Regions from separate parts of the Mus musculus genome. Here all the other regions are linked to region 1. A link is a contact called in public HiChIP or PLAC-seq data. All regions are on one chromosome and are shown on one strand. The core of a region is the stretch at or near the end of the contact, and the rest is flanking DNA. Distances in the headings are between cores, read along the strand shown. Region 1 overlaps Rnf111 (ring finger 111). Region 2 has its middle 4.3 kb from the start of Gm39369. Region 3 has its middle 10 kb from the start of Gcnt3.

The links. HiChIP or PLAC-seq counts read pairs in DNA pulled down with a chosen protein or histone mark.
Region 2: an H3K27ac HiChIP or PLAC-seq map of embryonic stem cells shows a contact between it and region 1, with 4 times the contacts expected there. The contact joins two enhancer-like sites. A contact is called at or near these places in 3 of 484 Hi-C or Micro-C datasets (cerebral cortex and embryonic stem cells) and 6 of 115 datasets of contacts at active chromatin or transcription factors (embryonic basal ganglia and embryonic stem cells).
Region 3: a contact with region 1 is called in an H3K27ac HiChIP or PLAC-seq map of embryonic stem cells, with 5 read pairs. The contact joins two enhancer-like sites. A contact is called at or near these places in 1 of 39 promoter capture datasets (liver), 2 of 115 datasets of contacts at active chromatin or transcription factors (both in embryonic stem cells) and 1 of 9 other capture datasets (embryonic stem cells).

The regions. Positions count from the first base shown.
Region 1 is chr9:70,486,110-70,489,189 of GRCm38.p6, reverse strand. The region is part of intron 2 of Rnf111 (ring finger 111); the gene reads left to right. Among named protein-coding and RNA genes, the nearest start is that of Gm24615, 12 kb to the right of the region's middle. Within about 2 kb of position 1,644, at least 17 of the 459 cell types and tissues checked have an H3K27ac peak or open chromatin away from gene starts, as enhancers often do. A contact at or near this core is called in embryonic stem cells, where this site is marked.
Region 2 is chr9:70,085,877-70,088,822 of GRCm38.p6, reverse strand. No RefSeq gene overlaps it. Among named protein-coding and RNA genes, the nearest start is that of Gm39369, 4.3 kb to the right of the region's middle. Within about 2 kb of position 1,307, at least 16 of the 459 cell types and tissues checked have an H3K27ac peak or open chromatin away from gene starts, as enhancers often do. A contact at or near this core is called in embryonic stem cells, where this site is marked.
Region 3 is chr9:70,046,597-70,049,620 of GRCm38.p6, reverse strand. No RefSeq gene overlaps it. Among named protein-coding and RNA genes, the nearest start is that of Gcnt3, 10 kb to the right of the region's middle. Within about 2 kb of position 1,625, at least 74 of the 459 cell types and tissues checked have an H3K27ac peak or open chromatin away from gene starts, as enhancers often do. A contact at or near this core is called in embryonic stem cells, where this site is marked.

The sequences.
Region 1 (3,080 bases), core at 395-2,894:
CTACAGCCTAGGGAAGCTTTGTAAACAATACCTCTATGCATGCATGCATGCTTGCTTGCTTTCTTTCTTTCTTTCTTTCTTTCTTTCTTTCTTTCTTTCTTTCTTTCTTTTTTTCTAAACTATTTTCATACTTAAAAGGCAAAGACAGTAAGTATAGTGTTCCCTTATATCCCTCACCCAGTTCCAATTCCTTGTTATCCTTCCACCGACTGCATGTCTGTATCTACAAAGAGATGACATTGATGCATCTCTATTAGCTACAGTCCAGGTATCTAAATGCAGTCTCTGGTTTCACAGTTTCTCTAGGTATTTTCTTGCAGATTATGGCAATATTACACACCTGTCATGTGTTTGTTTTGTGGGATATTTTTATTATGATTATGGGTTAGGGGGAAGAATGCCTCAGCTGTGAAGTTCCCTTATCACTTAATTACCAGTGTTCCATAGTAGCCTCAGGACCATTAGTGATGTTGGCTGTGAACAGAGCTAGCATTTGCCTAGTTTTTCCTCACAGTTTCCCTCTTGTCCACTTGAGGGTAGTGGTTTTGGGGCTGTTGTCTAACTTCTGTGAGAGGTTAGAAAAGTTGACTTTCTTCTGGAAGGAAGGTTTTGCTTATATCAATATGGACTCGTGAATGTCTGTTTTTTTTTTTTTTGGTTTTTGGTTTTTCGAGACAGGGTTTCTCTGTGTAGCCCTGGCTGTCCTAGAACTCACTCTGTAGACCAGGCTGGCCTCGAACTCAGAAATCTGCCTGCCTCTACCTCCCGAGTGCTGGGATTAAAGGCGTTCGCCACCACGCCCGGCTGAATGTCTGTTCTTAATGGAAGTTAGAAACTAACTTACTTAATTGCTAAATTGTTTCAGCATTGTCCTGGAGAATTCTTTTACATGGGTTAAAAATATTATTATTCTTTAAGGTAGAGTCTCATGTATCTCATGCTAGCTTTGAACTTAGTAGTTAGGCAAAGATGACTTTGAACTTTTGATCCTCCTACCTCCCCCAAGAACAAGAACTAAAGGATTCTGTCACCATGCCCAGTTTATGTAAAACTGAATAATGAGCCTGGGGCTTCATGCATTTTAGGTAAGCATGCTACAACTAATTAGATCCTAGCCACAAGGATTAGTCCTTTTGTTTTTGTTTGTTTATTTTTTTTGTTTTTTGTTTTGTTTTTTTTTTTGGTTTTCTTTTGAGACAGGGTTTCTCTGTATAGTGCTGGCTGTCCTGGAACTCACTCTGTAGACCAGGCTGTCCTCGAACTTAGAAATCTGCCTGCCTCTGCCTCCCCACTGCCCGGCCTTTTCTTATTTTATTTAAATGTACACACACACACACACACACACACACACACACACATATTCGTGCAATGCCAATTGTGTGCATGTATACCTGAAGAGGCCAGAAGAGGGTATCCAATTCTCTGGTTGTGAGCTATCTAACATAGGTGCTAGGAACCAAACTTGAGTCCTCTAGAAGCTCTAGAAGAGCATCAAGTATTCTTTGTTTGGTTTTGGTTGAGGAACTAAGGTGCATATTCTACATATCAAAGAAAATTTGACCTTCTGGTTCTTCCAGTATTCCTCTCTAACCTGGCATACCCTACCCTTAGTCCTGAACATTCCAGTTTAGGGGTTGGGCTTGCCCCCCCCCCCCTTTCCCCATAATGACTTTGCCTCTGTCCTTGGAGCCTCCGAACGTGCCCAGGAACAGCTTCCCATAAAATTTACATTTAATCTAATCTAATCTGGTTTGAATTGGCTCTTTTCACTGGTAGAGAAGTAATTTATCACTCCTAACCTCCGAGCATCGCTCTAGCCCCTACTCAGTCATGTCCTAAGGCATCTTTGCCCATTTTATTGGATCTACAAATGAGTGTGTATATTGGGTTCTGCAGCTAGCTCTTTTTACTTGACTTCTCAGTTCTGAGTCTAGGAAATTTGAATCTGGATATTTGTATGAGCAGTGGAGGGATTAGTGTTATTTCACTATAAATGATGTTAGTGCAGGCTTTATTCAACTTCATTTTTCTTTTTAAATAATGGAAGCTCCCCCTGTTCTTCCTCTCTTGTCCTCTCTTCACCTCTCAGGTTCTAGAAAGCCTTTTTGTTCCTTTTAATTATAACGAGAATGATGATGATGATGTGTGTGTTCATGTGTGCTTGTGTATGATTTGCATGTGTAGGGTATATGCACCATGGTCTATATGTAAAGGTGAGAGGGCATCTTTGGAGTCAAGTTTCTGAGCATCAAGCATGAAGCCAGAGTTGAAGCAAGTGCCCTTACATCTGAATCATCTTACCACCCCTTTCCTTTTTATCATGGAAGTTCTTTAGACGTGACTTAGGGCTTAGGGCAGGTGAAGAGTCATGGAGCCTCTTTCATTGCTCTAGTTCAATTAATAGGAATCAGAACATTTGCCTGCTTCCTCTTAGACACTCAGAAATCCAGAAAGTCCATGGACTGGTTTTAGAAGAGCTCATGGTTGCTTTTGCTCACTTTTTCATGTGTGTATAACCTGATGTGAAATAGCAGCTGCAGTTTTAAGAAAGGTTTTGGTCAGAGCAACAGTTTTTTCTTATAACAGTTTAAGGAAGAGTCAGTGAATTTTAGAAAAGATTTAGCTTTTTATTTTTTAAAGTTTTCTTATTTCTTGCCATTTTAATTGGTAGTTTACCTTAGATTGTAGGATTTGTACCCACTTAGGGACCAAACAGGAAACCTTTTAATTTGCTAATTAAGATTTTCTCAAAATAAGAGGTAAAGACTAAAAATGAACAATCTGTTATGACAGTATAGAAGCCACCATTTTCTTTATTGCTCTGGCACCAGGAAGTGGGTGGAAAGATTATTAGTCACTTGTGCTAACCCAGTGAAATGGCTAAAACTGTTCTTTGTCTGTTCATGGAGAACTTCCTTGGGTGTCTTGACTCTTTCTAGCTTAGTCCTTTTATTCCCTAGTTTTTGCATTTCCCTAAATGATGCTAGGCAGTGTGATCCCTCATTCTTTGATAATTTGACCCCAGTTGGTTTCTCCCTACTGAAGACATAAAACCAGAAAAGCTGCTAAGCAGTTGAGAG
Region 2 (2,946 bases), core at 58-2,557, 400 kb after region 1:
TGTGGCAGGGACCCTCCACCCTGGCTGCTTGGGGTCACTTGGGGAGTTTAAAGAGCAACTGACACCAAACAACCTCCTGACCCATTAAGTCAGAGCATCTGGGAGGCAGTCACCAGCACCAACCAGTATGTGTCACAGCCCTATCCCGAATCCCCCCCACCCCCCCACCCCCAGCGATTCTGTGTGCTATGGGGAGGCCAGCCATCCTGCGAAGACAATGGAGTACTCTTCTCGCCAAAGTTTAAAGGAGAATCAGCTGCCCTGTCTTTTCCTTTACCAGAGATTTGCAATAAAGAGAATAAAATTTCCAAATAAGTGTGGCATGGGACTTTTAAATGCGAAGAATCTTTGAGTGTGGGAAGAAAACCTTGGCAGGCCAGCTGCCTTAGGGGACGTACTGCTTGATTTTCTCGAGGCTGCCTCTGGAGTCGCGCCAGTGAGCAGTTCCTGGATGGCTATGTGCCAAGGACCTTTTTAAGTCTGTGTTGAGGCTCTTTTTAAAAATTTTTTAAAATCCCATTGGGTGTGTGCGTGTACATATGTGTATGCGTGAGTATACGTGTGTGCACGTGTGATACATACGTGAACATTGGCTCACGGAGGTCAGGAGAGGGCATCGGATCCGTTGGAGCTGGAGTTACAGATGGTGGTGAATCACTTGACATGCGTGCTAGGAACTAAACACCTGCTCTCTGGAAGATCAAGTGATGCTAGCTGCCCACCATCCCCACAGCCCCTCGCTGAGATGCTTCTGTGTGCTCACTCATTTTGTTTAACAGTGTCTAGTATATACCATTGTCCGTCATTTTACAGTCACGGAAAAATGGCACAACTTACCTCAAATCCTACTGCTCATAAGTAGGAAGCCCGACTCTAGGAAGCACCCGATTATGCATCCTGGCTTTTCTATCTGACAGGCCATCACCCCCAGCCTCTGTCTGACCATCCTTGCTCATTTCGCTTATTTTTTTAAAGACATTCTCACATAGCCGACATTGACCTTGAACTCACTATGTGGATGAGAATGCCCTTGCACCCCTAATCCCCCTGCCTCTATTTCTCAAGGGCTGGGATTAGAGGGGCGAGGCACTGTGCTTGTTATTGTTTTAAATTACATTTTATGTATCGTGTGTGTATACACACATAATTGTATGCATGTGGGGGGTGCCACAGTGCACATACAGAGGTCAGAGGAAACCTGCAGGAGCCAGCTGTCTCCTCCCACTATGGGTTTTATATACACTGATGACTAGACCACTCCTTGGCTCGGCTAAGGGGAAGGCTTTTGTTGTGGATATGAGATGAGGCCAGCCACAGGCATCTGGAAAAATCTAGATCAGAGAGAAAGGAGTAGAACGGACAGGACCAGGGTTCTGTGAGAGAGGGAAGACCGTAAGAGACCAGAGAACCAGAGAGAACAGAGTGTGAGAGGCAGGAGCTGAACACAGAGAAAAAGCATAGCAAGAATTGCAGAGTTCTAGGGAGAACAGAGGATCTGGGGAGGGAAGCCATGAACTGGAGGGAGGGAGGGTCCAGGAGGAGGTGAGAAGGACTGGCATGGGAGCCTGAACTTTGAAATGTATAACAGGGACTGTGACACTAAAGACTCCAAGAGCTGCTTGGAAACCAGCATGAGGTTTGCTATGCTAATAGGCACCACAGGTGGCCACGTCTCTTATTTATTTATTATAATTTATCTATTTTTATCTGCACTGGTATTTTGCCTTTGTGTGTGTCTGTGTGAGGCTGTCAGATCTTGGCGTTACAGACAGTTGTGAGCTGCTATGTAGGTGCTGGGGATTGAACCCAGGTCCTCTGGAAGTGCTCTTAACCGCTGAGCCATCTCTCCAGCTCGGTAGCTATATATCTTTTATGCCAAAGATAAGGGATATAACTCCTTTTGGTAGAACATCAAAGAAGATACTAGAAGGTATAAAGATCTCCCATGTTCATGAATTGGCAGACTTAAGATTTGAAAGAAGTCTCCGGGCGTGGTGGTGCATGCCTTTAATTTCAGCACTTGGGAGGCAGAAGCAGGCGGATTTCTGAGTTCGAGGCCAGCCTGGTCTACAAAGTGAGTTCCAGGACAGCCAGGGCTATACAGAGAAACCCTGTCACGAAAAACCAAAAAAAAAAAAAAAAAAAAAAAAAAAAAAAAATTGAAAGAAGTCGTGCTACAAAACAGCTTATTGATTCAACGCAATTTCCATCAAAGTTCCTATGTTATTCTAAACAGAAGTAGAAAAAAATACAAAATCCACACGGAAACACAAATGATCCTGAACTGCAGAAGCAAGCTTGAACAACGCTGAGCAACGATGTGGTAAAACACCACGGCCATAAACGATGTGGTGGTGAGGAAAGGGTTTGTGTCAGCTTACAACTCTCAGGTCGTGCTCCATGGCCCAAGGAAATCAGGACAGGAACTGAAGCAGAGACCCCCAAGGGAGAGGTGCTGCTTACTGGCTTGCTTCCAGCAGTTTGCCCCGCTTGCTCTTTTATACAGCCTGGGAACTCTGCGGAGGGGTGGGGTGGCTCTACCCACAGTAAGCAGGAACCTCCCACATCCATCATCAATCATGCTGCACAGACCTGCTGTTTAGATAATGGGATGACTTTCTTTCTTCCCAAGTGAGTCTGGTTTGTATCAAGTTGCCAAAAACTCACCACCAGTGAATGTTTGCTACTAAACCTGGCCCCCAAAAAGAGGAAACGTTTTTTAAAAGGCCAGGTACTTATTGGTTCAACGCAATTTTCATCAAAATTCCTATGTCATCCTTCACACAATAATCCCAGAACAAATTAGGCAGAGGTAGGGGAACCTCTGTAGTTTGAGACAAGTCTATTCTACAAAGTAAGTTCCAGGCCAGATGGAGGTGCGTGGTGAGAACTTGTCTAAAAATTAATAAGTAAGTAAATAAAAAAGAAACAAATTATTGACAGATG
Region 3 (3,024 bases), core at 376-2,875, 440 kb after region 1:
AAGCTCTCTCCATGTCCATGCTGCCTTTGGCACTGGCTCCCCAGACAGCCTCCTGGCTTTGGGTCTTTTGCTTTTTCTTTCTCTGCTGCCACTGAAGGATTCTGAAATTGTGGCTGTGACAAGATACTCCTGGGATGAAGATGTGGGGCAGCGGGATCCAAGAGTGTCGAGAAGAAGCAAGCAGCTGTCTCTCAGGCTCAGAGTCACAGGTTTGGTTTTTGCACATGACAGGAGTGGAAATCTAGAAAGAGTACAGGCACTCTCTTTCCGAGCCTTGGACAGAGGGCCTTGCAAAAGCTAGGAAAGTGATCTAGCCCTGAGCTATCTAGCCCCTGTCCAAGAACTCACACTTGTAGAGGTGACTAATCCTGCTTGGCACACAGAGGGTCTCCTGGAATGACACTGGGCTCCAAGCCTGGATATTATTGGGTTCCTCATTTATTTCCTTTCGGAAAGTACACAGTAGACCAAGGTCTCACTCACAGGCATGAAAAATGGGGTGCTAGCTAACAAGAGGCTTTCTGGCTCCAGTCAACATCCCGCAGTGATCCTTCCTGCTTCCCCCTTGGAAAACTTTGGTACCTGCCCCTGGTTGGTTTCCTGCCTCACCCCACCCCACCCGGCCCACATAACCCATCCTTTATCCTGCCTGCTCTTTCCTTCTGTTTCCCTTCAGCCCCCTGACCTCCCAGTTGCACTTTGGTTTTTTTTAGATTTTCCTTTGTCATGTGTATGAATGTTTCACTCGCATGTCTATCCATGTACCACTTGTGCCTGGTGCAGGAGGAGGTCAGAGAAGGGCAATGGATCCCTGAGCCTCCCTGTGGGTGCTGGGAATCGAACCTGCATCCTCTGGAAGAGGAGCCAGCAATCTTAACCACTGAGCCACCTCACCTGGCCCTTCCAGTTGCACTTCTGTTTTCCTTTGCTAACAGCACTGTCTAGCTGTTTCCCTCCCCCTCCTCCTTGTCCTTCTCCTGTTTCTTCTCCTCCTCCTCTTCCTTCTTCTCTTTCTTCACATTCTCCTTCCTTATTCTTCTCCCACAGAGAACCAGCAATCAAGTTAATCAAATGTTCCACCCAACCTGTGTTGTAACAGCTCAGTGCTTGCCTCGTGCCTTTATTTTCTTGAGCACAGGTCACAATACGCTTTCTGTCACCCTCCCTGCAAGCTGGAAAGTAATTAGAGCCCACGACAGTGTCTTGCTTAACCAGCAGACAAGGTGCTCTTTCAGTTTGGCCAAAAGAAACTAGTTCCTAGCGGGGGAAATAAAATCTTTTAAGGCAATTAAGATCGATTTGTTTGCTTTCTTTGCTATGGACATGATTATCAAGATCACTGGTCGCATGCGTGTGGGTTTCTTTTTTTCCTTTCCACCCTGTGAGTCCTGGGGTTTAAACTCAGGTCATTGCCTTGGCAGCAAGCTGCTCCATGGAGTCGGCTGTCCAGGGCTTGTTCATTCTCTCATTTGAGGTAGGGTCTCAGACTATAGTCCAGATTCATCTGAAACTTGATGCCTCAAAAATTCCAGCAATCCTGATTCACCCTCTGGAATGCAGGGACTGCATGTACAAGGCACCACACCTGGCTGAAGTGCATTTCAACCTTTCTTCCTCCAGGGCTGGGCAGGGCACATCCGTTTAAACAATTACACATTTCACCCAAGGCAATGAGGATGAGGCCAGCAAGACTACTTCCAAGCTGATTTGTGGGCTGAGGGTGAAGTTTAGAGACAGAGCATTTAGAGGCCCTGGATTTGATCCCCAGTATCATACGTGCATGTGCACACACAGACACACACACATACATGTGCACACACACATATGCATGTGCACACACACACACATGCAGACACACACATGTGCATATGCGCACATAGACACACAAACACACACATACACACACAAACACACACACACACACGTGCACTGCATTGCCTGAGGTGAACCCATTACATGGAGCTCTGTCATTTTCTACAAGTCACTTTCTTCCCTTACACAATTCACCTTTAATGGTAGAGACAGATGCCTGCCTATAGCCTAGGCAAGAGGCCACTAGTGGAAGTACAAACTACCCAGCAGCTCAAAGGAGGCAGACGGAGAGATACTGGCTCAAGAGCAGGTCCAGCGTTCAGAAAGAACCTGACCATTACCAGGAACTAACAAAAGTACCCATGGGGATCTGCAACCCTATAGGTGGAACAACATTATGAACTAACCAGTACCCTGGAGCTCTTGACTCTAGCTGCATATGCATCAAAAGATGGCCTAGTCGGCCATCACTGGAAAGAGAGGCCCATTGGACACGCAAACTTTATATGCCCCAGTACAGGGGAACACCAGGGCCATAAAAGGGGAGTGGGTGGGTAGGGGAGAGGGGGTGGGTGGCTATGGGGGACTTTTGGTATAGCATTGCAAATGTAAATGAGCGAAATACCTAATAAAAAATGGAAAAAAAAAAAAGTACCCATGGGGACAAAGAAAAAAACAAATCAACACAAAACAAAAACAAAAACGAGCCTTTGAAGGTGAGGCAGTGTCGGTAGGCCTGCGGTCTGGCAATCCTTTCCCTCCAGCTGTCTGCTGGGCTGTCTTGTGCCCGTCAGGTATGGGCCTCAGTACCAGTTCTCCTTGGATGCCCTCCAGACTCTCTACTCTCCCATGGAGACAATTTAGGTCCCAGGGTCACAGGAGCCCTTGCTCCTTTTGGTACTTCTCACACTATTCTGGTTTGAATATAAACTGTGCCGCTCCCCACCTCCACAAGTGTCTAAGCATATGTCCCCATAAGCTAGCCCTGTTCTGAAGGGTTGTGGGGCATTTTGTCACTGTGGCCTAGCTCTCAGAAGTGGGTCTCTAGGGGATGGCACGAAAGGTGTTATCTACCTCTGGTTCAGACCCAAGGTTCTCTTGGGATCCACCAAGATAGGAACGAGAGTTCCCAAGTTCCCACAATGACAGGTGAAGCCAACACAGCCAACTATGTCTTCCCATCCGTGACAGCTGTACCTTCCAAACTGGGAG